2 separate regions of the Mus musculus genome follow, and region 2 is linked to region 1. A link is a contact called in public Hi-C data. All regions are on one chromosome and are shown on one strand. Each heading gives the region's core, a stretch centred on a gene start, on an enhancer-like site or on the middle of the called end of the contact. The rest is flanking DNA. Distances are from core to core; before and after follow the strand shown.

Region 1 (3,677 bases), core at 334-2,833:
CTATGCTGAGCCTTCTCTTGCCATGTAAATGCGCCAGTATTCCCCAGGACCCCCCCCAGCCTTGTGGGGAGCATCGCCAGGGAGAGCAAGAGACCCAGCTGAGAAGGATACAAAGGCGGGTTATAGAGGTTGGGCCTGAGGTAGGACCCATTTGTAGGTTCACAGGCCACTCTGGCTGCACGTGGCCTATGCTCTTGTTTCCCCTAGAATGTAACTGTAACCAGATCGGCTCTGTGCACGATCGATGCAATGAGACAGGCTTCTGCGAGTGCAGGGAGGGCGCAGTGGGGCCCAAGTGCGACGACTGCCTTCCTACACACTACTGGCGCCAAGGATGCTATCGTGAGTAGACCGGCCCCTGAAGACAGACCCTTTAGGCTGGGTGCGTGGTCCAGCATGGTGGGAGGGGCCTACGTGGGCCTGCTGTTAGCTGGGGGTGGGCTTTGAACACGTGGCTGCAGTGAGAAAGGTCTGATGCAACCAGGGTAGGGGTTCAAAGTGGCGGGGGCGGGGGTCGAGTGGGCATTGCCCGGTCTTCAGTGGACTGAGTCCGTGGAAAGTGGGAGCCAGGAAAGGGGGGGGGGATGTAGGGATTGAAGGGGAGCTGACTAAAGTTGGCTGAGAGCGCAGGAGTTTGCACTCAAGAAATGAAGGCTTGGCGAGACCCGAGGAGCATAGGCTGTCAGACCGCTCCAGGTACACGCAGCAGATAGCAGTTGATTCCAGAGAACCGCGCCACTGCCGGGGAGGAACGGGAGAGAATGGGGGTCAATGGCGGGGGACAGCCAGGAGCCAGGTCCCATCCCTTGCAGGGATGTTTCTCACTGTGTTCGTTCTAAGTACCGGCCCCCTGGGGGGGGGGGCTGTCCCAGCTCCCTATTGCAGAAGCTCAGTCCATCCCCACAGCTGCCTCAACTGTCCCCTCCGGCCCGCAGCCAATGTGTGCGACGATGACCAGCTGCTCTGCCAGAATGGCGGCACCTGCCAGCAGAACCAACGCTGCGCCTGCCCGCCCGGCTACACCGGCATTCGCTGTGAGCAGCCCCGCTGTGACCTCGCCGACGACGCTGGCCCGGACTGTGACCGCGCGCCAGGCATCGTCCCGCGCCCCGACACCCTGCTCGGATGCCTGCTGCTGCTCGGGCTGGCCGCCCGTCTGGCCTGCTGAGCCCGTTCTAAGGGTCCAGGGGTCCCTGGCCCGGCGGCGACACGGGTGCGGCCGAGCTGCTCCCAGGTGCTACTCGCAGAGTCCTCCCGCCCTCCCTGCTCTGCCCGCGCTCACCAGCCCCGCCCGGCACTGCCCTCGCCGGCCACAGGGGGCGCTGTGGAGCCCTGACCCGGCGGACTTCGAATTTCAGTTTTTTATGACTTAATGTCTCTATCATTTTTCCATTTTCCCATGTTTCTTTCTTTGCTCTCTTCTTCATGTTCTTCTTTTTGTTGTCCTTGTTCTTGTTCTTCTTCTTCTTCTTGTTCTTCTCCTCTTCCTCTTCCTCCTCCTCCTTCTCCGCCTCCTCCTCTTCTCTGTCCTCCTCCTTCCCCTCCTCTTTTCTTTTGCTGGCGGCGAGACAGGGACTGGGGAGAAACGCTGTTCATCCCAACACCCGCAGGTCCTGCCACACACATACACACACAGAACTCTTGCGCACACCCCAGCGCCTGTTCCTGGCTGCCAGCACCAGCCAGCGGACCCGGAACAACAAACAGTTGCCTACAACTCTAGTCGCTGACTTGATTCTCTTTTGTATTTTTTTTTTTTTTTTTTTTTTTTTTTTTTTTTTTTTTTTTTTGCACTCACCAGACCCCAGGTCCCCAAGGAGGCCTGGAGAGAGAAGAACTCACTGTCTGCGGGAGGGGTAGGACAAAGGGCGGGGAGGGGTGGAAACCTTGTTTTCTAGAGAACTATTTTGTTTGTATCCACTGTCCCTTGTGAGGACAGACTCGGGTGGGAGGTGGTCACTGAGGGTGGCTGATGGTGTACAAGCCCACAGTAAAGCGACTTCACAGCTGCCTCTGCCTGCTTGCTTCCTGTGTTGACAGACACTCCAAAGGTTTGGATAAAGAAAGGAGACCACAAAAAAGGTTTAAAGACTCGGTATTGGGGCCACTCTTCCCAGTCTGTTCTTTCCTTGTATGCTCCCCCAATTTTACCGTCAGCCAGGCTGCTGGCCACCATCTGGTAGGTGGATCTCCAAACAGGGGTGCCCCACCCCTTTCCTACAACTCCCCCAAATCCAGAGTCTCTGCTGTGGAAGCCCCAGGAAAATAACTGAGGGAGAATTCTTGGAATTCTACTGCACCCCATGCTGATTTGTAACCTGCCTCTGTGGCTGTCTGGGACAAATGTGTTGGCTCAGGAGCTTCAGATCCCGTGTGAGGTTGCATCGAGCTCCCAGCTGATGTCTGCCTGGCCAGTGCGCCCTGAGGTGGGCATTATATCTGCCTGCCTAGGCACCTTGATATATGAGGACCCAACAGGTCACTAAAGCTGACCCACTGTGTGCAGCTCAGTATCTGCCTCTGCTTGTGTTGCAGGAGGCCCGGTTCCCTCTCTTCTGTCTCCAAGTGTCCCATGGCTCCTTGTCCTGGTTCCTAATTGTCCCTCCTGTTCCCACCCGAGTCACCTCCTTGTATGCCATCTGCCAGATACTCTTTCTAGCCTAGGCTGTCCCCAGGCCTTTGCTCAAGTCTCTGATGCAAAGCTAAGAGATCAGACAGGGAAGACAGGTTGGACATAGTGGCACATGCCTTTAAATTCCAGCACTCAGGAGGCAGAGACAAGTGGATCTCTGTGAGTTCGAGGCCTGGTCTACACAGTCAGGATAGCCAGCACTACACAGGAAAACCCTATCTTGGGGCTGAGGGGAGGACAGAAGATGGACTGTTGACTGACTGAGGCCAGATGCTGCCCCTACTGGCCACTCTCTGCTCTGATCCCCAGCCTTAGGTTTCAGGAGTCAGTTCCAAGCTCTAAGGGTGGCCTCTGTCAGGTTCCTGGCTCTATACATGAACCCCAAAATGCATAAGATATAAGCAGAAATGACAGACAGGACTTCCAGAAAGTTCCTAAAAGCCCTTCCCCCAACCCTGGCCCTAGCTCCTCTCCTGCCTCTCTTCCTGGCACTCAGTCTGATGGGTGGAAGCAGGAGCCGGCTGGCTGAGCGTGAGCGTGGTGCCTCTAGGATGGTAAGCAGAAGCTTTCGCGAAGAGCCAGGCATGCTGCAGCCCAAACTTCTGAAACTGGGGCATAAATGCTGTGAGAACCAAGATCGTTGTTTCAGGCCCTAAATCTCTGGCCCTCCAGGCTCGAGAGCCAGACCCCAGAGTCCACTGAATTCAGAGAGAAACCAAAACACCCAGCTCAGCACACAAAACCAACACCCAAGCCTGGGACATACCTCCCCAGAGTGGGGTGGGCCTCCACCTTCCTGCAGATGGGGCACAGAGAGTGAGCTGATGCAAGCCCACCTTCCTGCAGATGGCTGGGATGCTGGGGTGTGGAGGAGGATCGGAGTTTGAACCACGGTGATTGGAGGCCCTGCCCTGGAAGCAGAGGAACGGGGATGTATGTACATAGTAGTAAAGGCGGAGGGTCTCAGGGAGACTCGGAGAGGGGGAAATGGGACAGGGAGTAGGAAGGGCCCAGCCTTGGTCTGACCCGTGGGTTGGGTGGGGCT
Region 2 (3,677 bases), core at 627-3,126, 110 kb after region 1:
CTGCTTTTCCGAAGGTCCGAAGTTCAAATCCCAGCAACCACATGGTGGCTCACAACCACCCGTAATGAGATCTGACTCCCTTTTCTGGAGTGTCTGAGGACAGCTACAGTGTACTTACATGTAATAAATAAATAAAAAACAAAACAAAAAAACGCTTCACTGATACAATTCCCCAGCTCCCTCTAATCGACCTGTGCAATAAGGACACTGAGGCACTAGTCATGGACCCAAGGAGGAGGTGAGCTAGGTGGTGGTGTCTGCACAGTATACAACAGCGCTTCAGGACACTCTTCAGGACAGAGCCCCTGCCTGTGGCTCCAGGAATACCACCTTTATGAGGCAGCAGAGCACAGCACACTGCCCTGAGAACCTGTCAGAGCCCTGGGCTCAGCCTGAAGGGGTGGAGACTCTGGAGACAGGATCTCATTTGGCTTGGGTAACGCTGTATAGTAGAGGCTGGCTTCAAACTCCCAGAGATCCTGATGCCTCTGCCTCTGTATTGCTGGGATCACCACACTGGGACAACACTAGACTCTTAACTAAACAAGGATTTGTATACTGACCTGGAAAAGTCTTTTTCTGCCAAAAGGGAACGCAGGCAGCTTTCAGCTTATAAAATTTTGCCTGAACAAAAGGTGGAGGGACATCCCTTTAGAAAGGAAAGGTAAGAAAAAAACATCAATGAGTATACTGTCAGTTCTTTTTATGATGGGGTCTCACATATGCAGGCCTGGGACATTCTATCCAGCCAGGGATGACTCCAGATCCTCCTGCCTGTAATGCAATCCTAGTTAGTAAATCGCTGTATCTAGGGTAAATGTTAGAATGAAATAGCTGTTTTTCACTGTATCTGGAGTAGACAGCAGGATAAAGAATTGTTTTCTAGAAATACTTTGACCTTGAAGAAATCTTTGTGGAAAACAGTGATTCTTTTCTGTTATCTACAGAGTTGTATTTCTGAAGGAGCTTCACAGCTGTGCATGACTTTTGTCACAAGACAGTCCTGGCACACCTGGAATGTCTTGCATTACTGGGTACTGCAGACAACAAGCAATGAGGATTAAAGTTGCAGGGCCTGCTGCTGCGTTCCTTCATGAAACACAAAGATTAGATTAGGGGCTTTGGTATGAGAAACTTGTTTTACCCAAAAAACAACTTGGCTGGACCTCCCTACTGCCTTAGAGCAGGATTATATTCAGGCTTGACCCTCTTACTTGGATTGTCCTGAGCAACTCAGAACACTGACAACTGCCTTTACCCATGGATGTTGGCACCTGAGTCTATGTGGTGCTGGGGGAAGGACCCAGGGCTCTATGTATGCTAGGCAGCCGGGCGGGCCACATGCTCAGTCCCTCTCCAATCATGGGCATGCCAGCACAGTGGGTTATTCGGCACATAACTCACTCCAAGTACACTGAGAGTTGGATTCTGTAGAATGTATTTCTAGAAACAGTATTATTGATTTCCAAATGGAATTACTCAGAGACTTTTCAAATCCTGCAGGGTAGCAAGGCTATAAAGCAGATATAATTTACTAAGAAAAGAAAACAAGCAGAAGAGACAGACAAAGCTGAGTTAGCTGGTCAGACATGACCAGATTTTGAGGAGGGTATAGTTCATCTGTTTCTTTATCTGTCTAAACTTCTGATAAAAGGTTAAAAACTACTAGGTGCTGTTGATAAAGCAGTGCTTAGGAAAAAGCAGAGCTTATTAGAGAAGCTGAAAAACAAACTCACAGAGCAACAGAAGAATAACAAAGAGAAGGGTGGCGGGGGAGGAGGGAGGTCAGGCCAGCCAGAGCAGTAAGAGGGTAGGAGAGGGAGAGAGAGCGAGGAGAGAATGAAAACAGGAACCATTATAAAAAGACTGGCCCTCAAAGCTGCCCTCTGAAAGGCAGTCCCTGGAGACCCTGCAGGTGGAGGAGAAAAGTGCAGGGCCAGAGTGAGCTCGGATGGTCAGATGTGGTTCCAGGGCACCGTGAGTTCTGATGGTTGGACATGTTCCAGGGTCTGTAGCCTCTTGCACAAATGCTCTGGGAAGGGACCAGAAAACTCTCTGGCTGGTTTCCTGTGGTCAGAGGGCTACTCACACTGTTCCTTTCCATGCCTCTCTTATTCTGCACAATGTAACCTATTTTCTATTTAAAAAACAAAAACAACAAAAAAAAGTCAAACTGTGCTGGCTACTTTTATGTCTGACACAAACCAGAAACATTTTCAAAGAGGGAACCTCAACGGAGAAATGCCCCCACCAAACTGGACTATGTGGGGCAGGTTTCTGAATGTGGGAGAACCTGAGTGCTATAAGGAGGCAGGTTAAGCAAGCAGTGTTCCTGGCCTCTGCATTTGTTCCTGCCTCCAATTCCTGCCCTGACTTCCTTCAGTGTTGCAGGCGAGAATTCCAGGGACTGTGGAACACTTGTCAATCAGCAACACCATTCCACTGCTTCTGGATGTGAATAGCTAGCCCTGAAAAGTTCCCAGGTTTTTGAAGTTAAAGGCAGAAAGATGGTGAGTTTGAGGCCAACCTGGGCTACATAGCGAGATCCTGCACAGAGAAAACAAAGCAAAGTGAAGCACAAGGTGCAGAGATGACATAGCATGCGAAGGTATTGTATGTGGAGGACAGAGGCTGAAGTATTCTCTATCGTGTCTCTGTAATCTTTTGAGACAGTCTGGAGCTTGTGTGTGTGTGTGTGTGTGTGTGTGTGTGTGTCCTTGGATCTGTGCCCACCCCTCTAGCACTGGGCTGCATGTGCCACCACCCTGTCGCTGTCAGCTTTGATACACGATGAGACTGCACTCAGATCCTTATGCTCCGGAGGCAAACACTACAGACTGAGATCCCTCTCCAGGCACTTTCCTGCACTTGTACACAATTGCACACACGCCATGTTTTAGGCCTGGTGAGGTGTGATAGGGAGCCACATACTAAAAGTTATCTCTGGGTGCCTGCTGCCACAGAACCTGTAACCTGAGACTGACCTCCCTGTACGCACTGAACACATGTACACACATACTTGTATACATGTACACACCATAAAGACAAAGTATTTTGAAACCTCTTATCATTGAATAAGCTTACTGTTCAATGAGTGGTCTTACCCTATGGCGCTAGCAAGATCTTCCCAGTCTATTTCATTAGCATCATTCACATTTAGTTCATACAACCTGTAAGAAAAAGTAAAAATGTCGAGTGAAATCCACCTCCATAGGTTCAGAGAATACCAAGACCTCAAAGCCAAGGGCACTGACCCCATGCCAGTCCCTCAACTACACTGTCCGTCCCAGCCAAGGTTAGTCCAAGGTCAGAGAACTAGTTATAGAGATAGATAGGCTAAAGAGCCACGTCTCTATTCAACACAGCTCCCCAGGAATAGTACACTGTGCTCATGCCTACTCCTCAAGCCACTACTAGCATCGTATGTGCACTGCTCACACAGAGTGGCCCTCAGTGTACAGAGGGGGGTGCCATCAGTCCCATTCTACAGACGAACTCATTTGTCATGATTACCAGTCTGTGAGACCCAGGATCTCAGTCCTGTCTAACCTGAGATATCTCCTCAGATCTGCTCATCTGTCTCTCCTGCAGAAGGAAGAGTGGAGGACAGCCAGTCAGTGCAACACAGGAAGCATGGCAGAGTTCTGGGACTAGAAGCTAGACAGGATGGCCACAAC

The links. A called contact is a pair of places that touch in the nucleus more often than the background predicts.
Region 2: a Hi-C map of uterus shows a contact between it and region 1, with 3 times the contacts expected there. The contact joins two enhancer-like sites. A contact is called at or near these places in 1 of 484 Hi-C or Micro-C datasets (uterus), 2 of 115 datasets of contacts at active chromatin or transcription factors (both in embryonic stem cells) and 4 of 9 other capture datasets (adipose tissue, embryonic stem cells, liver and 1 more).

The regions. Positions count from the first base shown.
Region 1 is chr2:29,192,312-29,195,988 of GRCm38.p6, reverse strand. Ntng2 (netrin G2) reads left to right here. Exons shown (of 7, transcript NM_133500.2): 6 at 208-342; 7 at 936-1,263. The coding sequence ends at 1,168. Among named protein-coding and RNA genes, the nearest start is that of Ntng2, 54 kb to the left of the region's middle. Within about 2 kb of position 1,583, at least 114 of the 459 cell types and tissues checked have an H3K27ac peak or open chromatin away from gene starts, as enhancers often do. A contact at or near this core is called in uterus, where this site is marked.
Region 2 is chr2:29,080,505-29,084,181 of GRCm38.p6, reverse strand. Ttf1 (transcription termination factor, RNA polymerase I) reads right to left here. Exons shown (of 12, transcript NM_009442.2): 9 at 3,105-3,170; 10 at 564-649. Among named protein-coding and RNA genes, the nearest start is that of Ttf1, 22 kb to the right of the region's middle. Within about 2 kb of position 1,876, at least 12 of the 459 cell types and tissues checked have an H3K27ac peak or open chromatin away from gene starts, as enhancers often do. A contact at or near this core is called in uterus, where this site is marked.